Linked DNA regions of Mus musculus: region 1 is linked to region 2. A link is a contact called in public promoter capture Hi-C data. All regions are on one chromosome and are shown on one strand. Each heading gives the region's core, a stretch centred on a gene start, on an enhancer-like site or on the middle of the called end of the contact. The rest is flanking DNA. Distances are from core to core; before and after follow the strand shown.

What was found. Promoter capture Hi-C pulls out the DNA fragments that hold promoters and counts their contacts.
Region 1: a promoter capture Hi-C map of pre-B cells shows a contact between it and region 2. The contact joins the promoter of Idh3a here to the promoter of Usp28 in region 2. A contact is called at or near these places in 1 of 39 promoter capture datasets (pre-B cells) and 1 of 484 Hi-C or Micro-C datasets (CD4 T cells).

What each region holds. Positions count from the first base shown.
Region 1 is chr9:54,584,696-54,591,438 of GRCm38.p6, reverse strand. It overlaps Idh3a (isocitrate dehydrogenase 3 (NAD+) alpha), which reads right to left and starts at 4,928. Exons shown (of 11, transcript NM_029573.2): 1 at 4,896-4,928; 2 at 1,519-1,581. The coding sequence starts at 4,922.
Region 2 is chr9:48,981,210-48,988,139 of GRCm38.p6, reverse strand. It overlaps Usp28 (ubiquitin specific peptidase 28), which reads right to left and starts at 2,755. Exons shown (of 25, transcript NM_001359739.1): 1 at 2,603-2,755. The coding sequence starts at 2,659. Gm51673 (a long non-coding RNA gene) reads left to right here and starts at 3,011. Exons shown (of 3, transcript XR_003948157.1): 1 at 3,011-3,312; 2 at 3,636-3,724.

The sequences.
Region 1 (6,743 bases), core at 3,679-6,178, 5.6 Mb before region 2:
TCCCTGGTCCTCTGCCTTATAATGACACCTGGACAGGTTGACTAATTATTTCTCAAGTTTTGTATATGGCTGAATCAGCCCTTCTGAAAATATAGATCTTCATTATTTCTTTTGAAATGGCCTCACTGACCAGGCTAAGGAGCCCAGGAGGCCCTGTACTTCTGTTGATCCTCCTGCCTCAGCCTCCTGAGCAGCTGAGTTCACAGCTGTACCATCAGGTCCAGCTTCAGAATGGGTTTGAAATGTTGGCATGGCTATTCTTGAGCTTGAAGTGCAAGCCTTATTCTGTATTTTTAAAAAATTTTTATTAGTTCTTTGAGAATTCCATATAATGTGTCTTGATCACATTCACCTCCCTCCAACTCTCCCCAGACTCACCTCCTCCTTCCCCGCCCACCTAGCTTTGTGGCCTTTTTCTCTTTTCAAGACCAATTTGTAATGCTCAAATATTCTTGAACATGTGGATTTCCAATGGCCCATGGTCATTTGACTAGGACCTACACTCTAATTAGAGAAACCAGACTCTCCCTCTCCCAATAGCTAATACTAGCCAATCATTCCCCATCGAGAGGTGGGATTTTGTGCCCAATACCCCCTTCCATGCTGGGATTTAGTCTGGTTTGGGCTTGCATGGGTCTTGCTCATACATTCAACTGCTCTGAGTTCGTATCTGCGTTCTGGCATAAGCAGGGCCACGGGTTCCTCTTCCTGTTCTCCCACAGGTGATCTCATCTGGGAAGCTACTCTTCTCCAGAATAGACAGCAAATAGAGGGAGAAATATACTATAGTCTCTTCAATTCCTCATGGCATAAAACATCATGTGGGAGTATAGGAATGAAGGAATTATAAAATCCAAATCAGATTCTATAAAAGGGGATACAAAAATAAATAGGAAGTCACTGACACACAGTCTTGGAATGCTCCAAAAATGTGACATCAGCTTTTCAAGCACAGGACTCTATAGCCAGGAGGTTCCCAAAGCAGCAGATTTAGCGAGCACGAGGTGATCTGCTAAAGTGGGGTCTGCAGGCTGCACAAGGAAAGTGTAAGCCTGCAGGGCCCACAGAAGCACAAGGTGTTCATAGCTGGTGACCAATCTACGGTTCTTAGGGAAGCTCAGAAAACAAAAATGCAGAGCAGGGTTTTGAAGCTTCTCAACAATTTTCTTTCAATTTGTACTTGTTTTTGAAAAAATAAAACCCCTAAGTGTCTTAAGACAGTAACGAGATTATAAAATAAGGTAACAGGCTCCGGGTAACTTCTATTTTTAATCATGGCTCCTTGAAGATATTAATGGGACAAGCTTACATAGCCAGATGTAACAGACTCCTTTTAAATAGGAAAATGATAAGAGATTTGTGTATTTGTCTGCCAATAATTTTAGTATACATTAGACGTGTGGCCAATTCCCTTTAGTTTTAAGTAAATGAAGAAGGAATGCTAAGTAATAAATGTATTTGAGCATCTTTCTTGAGAAACTTCTAAAAGGAAAAAATAAAAGATGTAATTATACTCACACCACCAGCAAAACCTCTTGTCACCTGTTTTGTGTTGTGGAATGCACCCAGCAGCCGAGAGACCTACATTAATATCAACAGAGAAATGTTACACACAGAACTCACAGCTCAATACTTGAGTCATTTCTGATAGTTTTGCTTGGGGGAGTTGGAAAAACTGGAGGGTTTTTTGGTTTTGTTTTTAACTTGGAGAAGTTCCAGGAATACTGTCTCAAATATTATTAGCTCAATTGGCTGACCTGCTCAGACTTGAAACCCTAGACTGATATTCTGTGTTTTTTCTGTCTTTGGCTGTTTGTGTGGGCACGTGTGGTAATTAGTATGTGCATGCATGTGAAAGTCAGAAGTCCACACCAGGTGTCCTCCTCTCTTAGTTTTTGAGACAGGGGAGCTCACCAACTTAAGAAGATGTGGCCAGGGAGCTCCAAGGAGCCTCCTGCCTCAGCCTCATTAATGCTGGAATTACAGGCATGTGCCACCACCCAATTTTTTGCAGGTGCAGGAAATGTGAATTCAGGGCATCACACTTGTAGGACAAGCACTTTACAGACTGAGCCAATTCCCCAATCTCAGCACTAAAGATTTTGAAATCTTTTGATATTTTTGAAATTGAGTTTATATATGGAAGATCTGTGAACAGAGTCTATGCTTTTTGTTTTGGGGTAACAAAACGGGGAGTGCAAGTGAGCTTATAAACCAATGCATGGTTTCTCAAGTTCCAGGGAAGCCAGTGTACATACTGAACAGAGGAGAGCCTGGTGTGGTAGTATAGCAGGGAATTCTCTGAGTTCTAGGCCAGCCAAGGCTACACAGGGAAACCGTCTTAAAAAACAAAAAAAACCAAAACAAAACCTCAAGCCTGCTGTACTGGTCTTCAGAGTGAGTTTAAGGTCAACCTGGGTAATGTATTGAGATTAGATCTTACAATTAAAAACGGAGGGAAAGAAAGGTGCTGAGGAGGTAGCTCAGTGGTAGAGTACCCCTGTCACCAGGCTTAAGGCCCAGCACTACAATAGTAATTAAGCATCCCAAGACATGCAAGCCATTTATGATTTGTCTGCTACTGTGTCTACAGTGCCTGGTACAAGCCAGGCCATCCTCAATCCTGCCTGTAGCTGAGGGTTCCCATCCCAGCTTCCATGCCTGCAATGGCTGTCTTCTAACAGCTGGGATTTCCCACATTTTCATCTCTCCTCTATGTTCTTGGACTGAAATAATGCACTGACAAAGTCCATCCAGAGAGAAGTTCACATGACACACTGTCTTTCACCTTATACTATACTTGTGAATCATTTTACTCCTGTAATTCCCAAGGAGACGCGTTTTCAGGCAAGAGGACCTAGCCTTACCTTCCCGACCTTGATTTCAGGCCCTGGATCACCTTAACCCTGTGGCTCCTCGCTTCCTTTTTACCTTCATATTCCAACCCAAACCAAGAGATACTGTGTAGGAAGTAAGCCAGGCTCATCATTGTCTTTGGAGCCTTGAAAACCTCTAAAACCTTCACTTTCTCACTGGGAAAGCACCTATGATCTGCAAATGACCCTTTTTAAAAAAAAAAAGAAAAAGAAACAAATAAAACTTTAACGGACACTGGGTGTGGTGGCTCATAACTCTAATTCCAGAACTTGGAAGGTGGTGGAAGTAGGAAGATCAGGTCAGCCTTACCTATAGCGTCAGCTAGACTAGTGGAGACACTGTCTTCAAACAAAACAAAGCCCTGCCTGAAAGGAAGCCCAGTACTATAAAAATCCAAATACCATTTGGTACTTCAGCACGAGTTAACCTCGGGAGCCCCTTCTTAAGCCCTAATCCCTTGAGAGAGACTGAACCAAAGCCTGGGCCACTCTGCCAAAGGTCACACAGGCAATCAAGTCCCAGGGGAGCATCTTCTGACCCTATGGCCAATAAGTTCTGAACTCTTGTGGATTTCTTACAGGGCTAAAGGAAAAAGCAATTTTCCAGGACGCTCTTTACTACTTAGCCTTATTTAGTCCCCCAAGGCTGACTACACCTAGCAACATGAATCAGGTAGAGTGTGTAAGCCCAGACATTAAAGGACTGACTTGTTGCTACACCTTTAAAACCAAATGTGACCTAACAGCATCTCAAGCAAAAGTGGGTCTGAACATAGTGACAACGTAGATTCTAGTCACCAAACAAAAAAGCCTAGTTACTGATGTCCCAGAATCACTGTCTGCTTGATCACTGCCAAGACAGATACATCGATAGCTAGGAAAGCTTCAGGCTTTCATGTCCTTCTACATGGAATAGGTGCTTTCATGCAGAAATACCTGTGACACAAGCACATGTATCTTACAGGTGGGTTCGCAGATGTTAAATAGTTTGCAGAGGATACACAATTGGCCAATGGCTTTGTCAGGATTTAAAATTAAGAACCCCTAAATTGAATTATTAATAAACAATAGTGCATCTCCAAACCTCTCTTTAAAGGAGAAGGGCAATACAAATTTCATTTAAAAATCTGCATTGCTTATAGCAGACTTCTAGAGAGCCACCCACGACGGCATCAGATGACCTACGGCCTGGTCAGTACTATATCCATAATTAGCTAAGTGACCTTGGCCACCGGAGAGACAGAAAATCAAAATACCTCGGGTTTCTCTCAAAGATGACAATGACCTCCTGTATGACCTTGAGCAAATTTGTCTTCGAGGGCAGGTCAGCTCCACCAGGAAACGAAAAGACTGCATATGTAACCTGAAGCGCCTTCCAGCTCTAGTACCTGAACTATCAGGGAGAACTAGAGAGTCCCAGATCGCTGGGTCCCAACAACTGAAGGTGAAAGGACGATGATGCGATCTCCCTGAACGTTCAGAGTATAACTCCAAGGAGCACGATGCCCTGCGTCCTCTGAAGGAGGAATACCTACCAGGGCACCAGGCATCAGACTAGGAAGAGTTCCAAGAGAGAGAAAAATCTGGCTGGCCTAACGGCCCGGGATTCCCTCACCTCGAAAACCCTCTTGCGCCCAGCGTTTACCCGGTCAAAGGCTGAGGGATCAGGGAGGGGCGACCTGGGCATGCTGCCCGGAGACCCGCAGGTGACAGGGCCGCGGGGCCTAGGTGGCCTGTCTGTGACCCTCAAGGGCTCCGGGGGAGGCCTGTGCACCTATCCTGGAGGACACTGGTGGGGACACCCGGAGCAGTACTGGCCGCCTTGACCTTGACGCCGTCCCCGCCCGGCGCGGCTGTCCCGGCTCAGGGCTAGCCACGCACGGCGTGCCGGCCACATTCCCCGAAACACTGCCCGCGGGCCATGAGCCGCCTCCGCGCGCTCGCCTCCGCCATCCATCAGGCGGGATCACAGCCTACTCTCCCTGCTCGCCCTCGAGCTTGCTGCCCTGTAGCGCTCACCTTGGACACCCACGCGGACCCGGCCATCGCGTCCACTTCCCTCACCGCGGCGACAGCGGCAACACCAGGGCGCATGCGCATAGCCCTCTTCCCAAGCCCGCCCCTCACGGCCCCGCCCCGAGGCTCCGTGTGGCCCCGCCCCTAGCTCGGGTCTCTCGATCGCTCACCGCCCCGCTCCGGACCCCGCTGCACAGCTGCCGCTAGCTGACCAATCACCGCCTTCATCTTTTGATGACGCGCGGAGCGGGCCCAGCTGCGACCCGGAAGCCTCCTCCCCTTCCTCCCGCTTCATTCATTGAAAAGCTGTTTGGATGAGTTTTTTGTTTCCGACCTATTAGGGGACCAATCAGCCTTCTTTATTTGGGGGATTGTGCGCCCCTTAAAACTTTGCGGTCCCACTGGGACAAATATCTTGCTTATTTTCAAACATTGTTTTGTTTTGTTTCATTTCTTAAGACAGTATCATGGAGCTTCAAACTGATTATGTAGCTGAGGCTGGGTTTGAACCCCGGACTGCCAGGGGTTCCTCTTTTCTTGCCTCTATCTCCCAGGTACAGGGACTGTAGGCATGCACCACCTCGCCTAACTTGATTCTTACATTTTTTTTTAAATTTTCATTTTTTTGTTTTGTTTTTTGAGACAGGGTTCTTCTGCATAGCCTCAGCTACCCTGAAACTCACTCGCTAGACCAGGCTGGCCTCAAACCTACAGAGATCTGGCCTCTGCCTCCCGAGTTCTGGGATTAAAGGCGTGTTCCACCATCATCTGGCTAATTTTTATTTTTTTTTAATAGCTTTACTGAATAAAAAGCATTTATTAGTCTGCAGAGGACCCGGATTCAGTTCCCAGCACCCTCATGATGGCTCACAAATGTCTGTAACTCCAGATGTAGAGGATCCAGTACCTTCTTCAGGCCTCACAGGGCACCAGATACCAATATGGCACAGGCACCTACATGCAGACAAAACACTCATATACATAAAATAGACAAATCTTTTAAAAAGTACTTGATGTAAATGTACAATCTGAAGTTTTTAGCAAATGTAAGTGTTTTCATAAAATAAATTCAGAAAACACAGCTCTTGGGCTGGGGAGATGGCCCAGTGGGTTAGGTGCTTGTTTCAAAAGCATGAGGACCTGAATTCAATACCCAGTACCCATGTAAAGAGTCAGGAAAGAGTGAGCATCTATAACCCCAGCAATGAAAATCCAGAGCTAGGTGAATCCTGCTGCCATTGCCAGACAGCCTAGCTGATATGATGAGCCCCAGGTTGTTTAGTGAGTGGGAGACCTGTCTCAAAAGCTAAGGTAAGGATACCTACCATGAAGCCATGAAGCACTCAAGCACTCAAGCGCTCTCTCTCTCTCTCCCTCCCTCTCTCTCTCTCTCTCTCTCTCTCTCTCTCTCTCTCTCTCTCTCTCTCCCCCCCACACACACACACCACACTCACATTCTCCATTTACACACTATAACTCTTACTTCAAAAAGAGTAAGAGGGGGTTTAGTCTGACCAAATATAAGTAACTAAGGCCAGGAAACACAGGTTTAGATTACCCCAGTTTCTATGTTTCAACGTGGTAAACAAAAACAAAAACCATGTTGAGGACAAATCAGAGTTTGCAGACTGGCAGTGATGGCCCATGCCTTTAATCCTATCTCTCAGGAGGCAGAGGCAGTTGGATCTGAGTTAGAGACCAACCTGGCCTACAAAGCTAGTTTCAGGACAGCCAGGGCTACACAAAGAAACTTTGTTGCAGGATATTTGATCACACTGTGAACTCTAAGACTGTGTTGTTTACTTGGAAAACCATTTTCTAGTTGTGGTGTGGCTCAGCCTTAGCACACAC
Region 2 (6,930 bases), core at 1,506-4,005:
TACAAGAAAACCTGTCTCAAAAACACCTACACAAAAAGTCATTTTGATGAAACAGAATGCACCGGGCCACCTGATAAGAGATTATCTGTTTACGAGCTCAAAATACAGCACTCTCTGTGTGCACAATAACTGTGGCTCAAAGAGCAGGAGAGTTGGGGAGCCAGATTACAACTTTCTAACACTCAAAAAAAAAAAAAAAAAAAAATTCACAACCTGACAGGAGTTAAGTACACCTGGGAGACTAAGGCAGGATGACTAACTCCCAAGTTCCAGGCCAGCCTTGGTCTCAAAAACCAAACCAAACCAAAAACCACAAAGATACCTCGAAGGAAAATCAGAACCAACCGAAACAGCCAGCACAACAAAGCTCAGTGAGGAAGCAGCACTTGCCTAGAATGCAGAGGCCCTGGGTTCCAAGTGGGAGAGCGGGGGAGGGGATTGTGTGTCCTGAATCCTCCCCCAACGAGTCAAGGGCATCAGGTTCCTAAGAAGCAAACTGACTTCAAGCTGTTTCTCCTACTCCAACAGAAAACTTCCCAGCAGGTTTTTACCTAAGGTGAGAACTGATTAAAACACAGGAAGGTGTCCTTAACTCACCAGTCTGGGGGATTCAAAGATAACCAAGTGTCGGCTCGGGTTCCAGAGCCCTCACTGAAATCCTGGAGAGCCTATACATAGTTTTGTCTGTCCTTTGTACAAATGACCAACTGGGGAAGGGAAAACGTGGCAAGTTTTAAATAGCTCCTGAGTGTCGGGGGAGGATAGCTCCTCTCAACTATATTAAACATCTTTTAAGGGAAAGGAGAAAGCCTTGTGAAGTCAAAAGAAAGAATCCGTCCTACACGGAGCTTATCAAGAGGAAGAAGTTATTAATACTCTCATGAAATGTCAAAGTTATGCAGCACCCACACCTTCAAGGTAACCCATGCCTCAAGCATTTTATCCTGACCTGAGAAAAAAGGGCAACGGGCTATCAAGCCTTCAAAGCTTATCATCTGTCAGCCTGGGGCAAAATCTCTGGGAATACTAACCAGTAAATGTCATCACTCCGCAGGTCGCCCGCCCAGAATCAGGCTACTGCAGCTAGCCACAGCCTGGGAGTGCCAAACCTTCCCAAAATAGCTCTGACTTTATACACAATGCTCAAACACCTTACATGCAAACCCTCAAATAGAGAGTGCTCAACTACCGGTCACTCCTCAGCAGCCTGTGACAGAGGTAAATGAAAATACCACTGATCGAAAGGCATGTGGTCTTAAATGACGGGCCCAGAACAAATTTAAATATGACTTGCTCTCCCTCAAAATAGTATCAATATGACTGTCTCAAAACCAAATCTCACCACCTGTTTATAAGTCACTGTCCCCAACACAAGTAGACTTGTGGGGAGGAAAACAGAGAAAAATACAGACCCAATGTCCAAAAGACACTGTTGAGTAATAAACAATTTTTATCTGATCGCCAAAAAAAAAAAAAAAAAAAAATCCACCTACTTTCATTTTACAGGCCAAGACTTAGAGATATCTTTTTCTACATGAATTTTAAAGAGCCTGCTATGTTTTAAACTTGTAGTCTGGGGGTGTAGTGCTTGATTATCTCATGCGATAGGCCCTAGGCTTGATCCTCAGCACCTCAAATTATTAAAATTTAACTATAGAAGACATTAATTATAGAATTTAATTATAGAGTTTTTCTTAGCAGTATCTCAAATTTTTATTCTAAATATTTTATAAATTTTCTCGACTGCAAACTCGGTATTTGAATCCTTGGTATAGGTTTTCCATTTTGTCATTTAAAAAGTGCAGTTCTTGAGGGACGAGGATGTTGTGTTACGTTATAACATTCCAAAGTAAAACTGGATGACAGTCTCAAATTGCCCACTTCCCAAGTTTCTTTAAAAGACATTATGAGCCTTTTGATTTTTTTTCCAAATCAGTGTTACTAAAGGCCCACCATCTAAGCCCTAAGAGCCTTGTAATATTTTTCAACCTTTTTATATTACTAGGAACATAGTAAAGTGCCTTCTATTCATTGTGCTTTTCTCTCCCCTCCTTCAAAACCTACAGTGATCAATGAGATAATTCGGGAAGCTGATTTGTTTCCGAGGGAAAAAAAGAACTGAATGAAAAGCGGGGCGGGAAAAGGGAGGAGTGGGGCTCCGGGTCTTTTTTGCACTTTGTTGATAAACGCCGGCTTTAAGTGAGATAACTTAAGTCTGCGTTAGCCTCAGAGAAGCCACTGCCATAAAACTGATTTGAGAGTCAGAACAAGGCACCGTGGCCGTGCTTTTGGGAAGTTTTTAGCTGCTGGGTCGGGCCCGGTGCACACTTCGGGGTGACCTCGCTGCCTACGATCTCACGTGCAACCCCTCCCGTTAGGGTCCCTAGCACCGGGTCCCACAATCCCGCTCGGAACCTTAGCTGGCTTATACACCCAGGCAACCTCACACAGGCTCGCGGACCCAGCCTCGCAAAGTCCCGGGAAGACCGGGTTGCTCTCGCCCTAGCCCGCAGGCCCCGGCCTCTGTCGGCCCTCGCCCGCTTGGCCCGCCGCGCCCCTCTCAGCCGGAACCCGGGCCCCGCTACCCTCACCCGCCGCTCACCGAGCCATGGCCGTCCGCCGCCCCCGCCGAGTCGTCCTGCTGCAGCTCCGCAGTCATGGCCGTGGTGTCCCTCCGCGTGTAGCCCCACTCTCGTTGTCGTCTTCGCCGCGGTCGCCACCGCCACCACCACCGCCCCCGAAGCCCGGGAGCACCGGGAGGCACCGCCCACACGTCCCGCCCCCGCCCGCGGCGCGCGATGGAAGCCCCGCCCACGCCAGCCCGCTCCCAACACTCCCCACCCACAGCACGCGGCAGAGGCTCCTCCCACGGCGTTCGCTGGATGCCCCACCCCCGCCAGCCGACTCCCACCCATCTTGCGGCTTGCGCCGGAGACCCCGCCTACATGCCCCACCCACACAGCCGAGGTTCCCTCTCCCAAGGCTCCGCCCACGCCAATTTAGAGCCCCGGTGGCCCCGCCCATACACTCTGCTCACGCCCGCAGCGTGCGCCAGAGGCGTCACCCACGCGCCCGCCCCTGGTTTGCGTGAGCCGGAGGCGGGGCGTCTTCGCGTGCTCTGGCCCACGTGACCGCAGCCGGGCACAAACTAAGGGGTCAGCGTCGCCTCGCCAGCTGTTGCTATTTCCGCCTTAGGTGCCCAGGAAGTGGGCGGTGAGGCCTCTGGGTTTCCAAGACTCCTTTTTTACTCCATCCCGCGCTTGCTGAGCCTTGCATCTGCGTCCAGCCTGCCCCCAGCTCCCCATAAGCTTGGTAAGGCTGCTGGGTTCCTTCTGCTGACAGATTTTCCCACCAGACCTCTTAGCCATTTCCTAATCTGGGGACGCGAAGAGAAACGTAGACTGACTCGAGTGGTTTGTATAAAGACAACTGAATGGCCAGGACCTTCACAGAGCTCAGCATCGTGTCTTAATCCTGAACAGTTGCCCCATGTTCCAAATTCCCGTTTTCAGGCCATGTGTGTAATAAGCTGTGTTGACTCTAGCTCATGCACTAAGCCACCTACCACCCCTTTTAATGTTTGGGAAGAGGGTTCTTATTGTTGGTGATATTGGTTTGGGTTTTTTTTGAAACAGGATGTCACGTGGATTGGACTTGCCTCAGACTGTGTAGCCGTGGTTGGCCTTAAATTCTTGGTCCTCTGCCTCCACCTGGTCAAATGATGGTAAGTCTTTACTGCCATGTTAAACTTAACACTTTGAGATGATCTCATTAAGTTCCCCAGGCTGGCTTTGAACTTTCTATACTTCTGCCTTAGTCTCCTATGTGGAATAAATTTGGGACCTGTGTCTATCAGGTCCATCCTTGTCAGGATTCTCTGAAGACAGAACCATTAGACTTGATAAAATTAGAATGGGAGGGCCCTGGAGAGATGCCTCAGTAGTTAAGAGCATTAAAAAGCACTGGCTGCTCTTCCAGAGGTCCTGTGTGTGGGAAGCCACATGTGCCGTTGCAGGGTGGCGCTGGCCACCACGCATAAGTTTGGGTAAACAACCAATGTGTACATATGCAGTAAAGTTTTTCACCAAGTCACTGCCTCGCCCGGGCATGATAATGAGGCTCCATGAGATACTGAGAGAATAACCAATCAGATGGGGGGCATGCAAATGAGGTATGATAATGAGGCTCAGTGAGGTACTGAGAGAGAATAGCCAATCAGATGAGGAACATGCAAATGAGGTGGAAAGCATAACCAATCTGGGTGTGAGACACGCCTCTCCTAGGCCTATATAAGCAGCAACAGTTCTGGGTGTGGGGGTCTTTTTGCCTCTGCAATCAAGCTCTCCCAATAAACGTGTGCAGAAGGATCCTGTTGTGGTATCTGCTTTGCTGGCGAGTCGGGCACTCACAAGAGTCCTGAGTTGAATTCCCAGCAACCACATGGTGGCTCACAACCATCTACCGTCTATTACCCTCTTCTGGTATTCAGTTGTACATGCAGATAGAGCACTCCTATACATAAAGTTTTAAAAAGTAATAGAAAATTATAGAGAGACTGATTAAGTTATTACTGATTATACAATCAAAGGCAGGTGTGTCCAGTGTCTGTACACACAGGAGAGCCAAATCACAGAACAAAAGAAGTCAGTACAAGAAACTTGAATTCCTAAGCCTCGCCAGTAGTAAACCGTTTATGTGGGTGCTGAGACTCAAACTCGGGGCCTCAACAAGGGCAGTGTATGCCTTTAACCACTGAGCGGTCTCTCTAGCCCCATTTTCTTTCTTTTTTTTTTTTAAATTTTTATTTGGTATCTTCCTCATTTACATTTCCAATGCTATCCCAAAAGTCCCCCATACCCACCCACCCCCACTCCCCTACCCACCCACTCCCTCTTTTGGGCCCTGGCGTTCCCCTGTACTGGGGCATATAAAGTTTGCAAGTCCAATGGGCCTCTCTTTCCAGTGATGGCCGACTAGGCCATCTTTTGATACATACGCAGCTAGAGACAAGAGCTCCGGGGTACTGGTTAGTTCATATTGTTGTTCCACCTATAGGGTTGCATTTCCCTTTAGCTCCTTGGGTACTTTCTCTAGCTCCTCCATTGGGGGCCCTGTGATCCATCCAATAGCTGACTGTGAGCATCCACTTCTGTGTTTGCTAGGCTCCGGCATAGTCTCACAAGAGACAGCTATATCTGGGTCCTTTCAGCAAAATCTTGCTAGTGTATGCAATGGTGTCAGCGTTTGGAAGCTGATTATGGGATGGATCCCAGGATATGGCAATCACTAGATGGGCCATCCTTTCATCACAGCTCCAAATTTTGTCTCTGTAACTCCTTCCATGGGTGTTTTGTTCCCAATTCTAAGAAGGGGCAAAGTGTCCACACTTTGGTCTTCGTTCTTCTTGAGTTTCATGCGTTTAGCAAATTGTATCTTATATCTTGGGTATCCTAAGTTTCTGGGCTAATATCCACTTATCAGTGAGTACATATTGTATGAGTTCCTTTGTGATTGTAGCCCCATTTTCTTAAGTGGTATAGCCACAGTTAAGTTGTTCGTGCATCACTAAGTAATCCTTAGGCTTGTGTAAGCAGCCCGGTTGAATCTCAGTAGGTCACTGTCCTGTAGCAATTTCCTCCAAATTTAACCCACTTTGGAAGGTAGCACCTTGTGCTAAGGAAATAAACAACTCAAAGGCTTCTGGTAGTCCAGGAAGTCACTAGTCCTGGAAGTCACTAGGACCCACCCTCCCCAAACATATAAACAGGACTGCTGAGATAAACTGAGCTGCCTGGAAAGAGGCTCAGGCACTTGGGAGGCAGAGGCAGGTGGATTTCTGAGTGATGGTCTACAAAGTGAGTTCCAGGACAGCCAGAGCTATACAGAGAAACCCCCCCCCCCCAAAAAAAGGCTCAGACCAGCCAAGCTACCTGCAAGAGACCCACTGCAGCCTGCCAAGAAGCCTGCAAGTTATGCAGTGTACTTCAAGTTTTGAGCTTTACTGGACTGTCACTCATGCTGGGATGGACTTTGGTGATAACAACTCTCTCTGACTCATTCCTGCTCCTGTATATAAGTAACCTCATTAAAACTCATTTGTTTGCCAAGTTGGACTTTGGAATCCTTACTTTAATCAAAATACACAATACACATGTATGACAGTCCCAGAGAGCTGGAGGAAGCTAGACAGAGTGGCCCATACCTTCAGTTCCAGCACTCAGGAAGCAGAGGTGGGTGGATCTCTATGAGTTCAAGACCAGCCTGGTCTACAGTTCAAGTTCCAGGACAGCAAGAGCTACACAGAGAAACCCTGTCTCAAAACAAAACAGGGAAGAGAGGGGAGAATGAGAATGAAGGGAGGGCCAGGTGTGGCTGTGTATGCCTATAATCCCAGCACTCGGGAGACTGAGGCAGGAGAACGGCTGTGAGTTTGAGACTAAACTGGAACTAACTGTATTGAGTCCAAGGCTAGCCTAGAGCACAAAAACAAAAGCCTATCTCAGCAAAACAAAGAACAAAGGGCACCCCTGGTGACACTTCTCTAAGTAAGGCCTCTAGGAAGGGGGTTTTCTTTCTTTTTCTTTTCTTCTTCTTCTTTTTTTTTTTTTTTTTTTTTTTTGGTTTTGTTTTTTTGTTTTTTTCTGAGACGGTTTCTGTATAGCCCTGGCTGTCCTGGAACTCACTTTGTAGACCAGGCTGGCCTCGAACTCAGAAATCCACCTGCCTCTGCCTCCCAAGTGCTGGGATTAAAGGCATGCACCACTGTCACCCAGTTTTTTTGTTTTTTGTTTTTTGTTTTTCATTTAGACTGTGTCCTTGTGTCTCCTAGGCTGGCCTTCAACTCTGGATCCTACTGCTCCAGCCTCCTGGGACTGAGACTACAACCCTATGCCAGGCCTGCTGGAATCAAGTTTTTCTCAGGGGGAAATT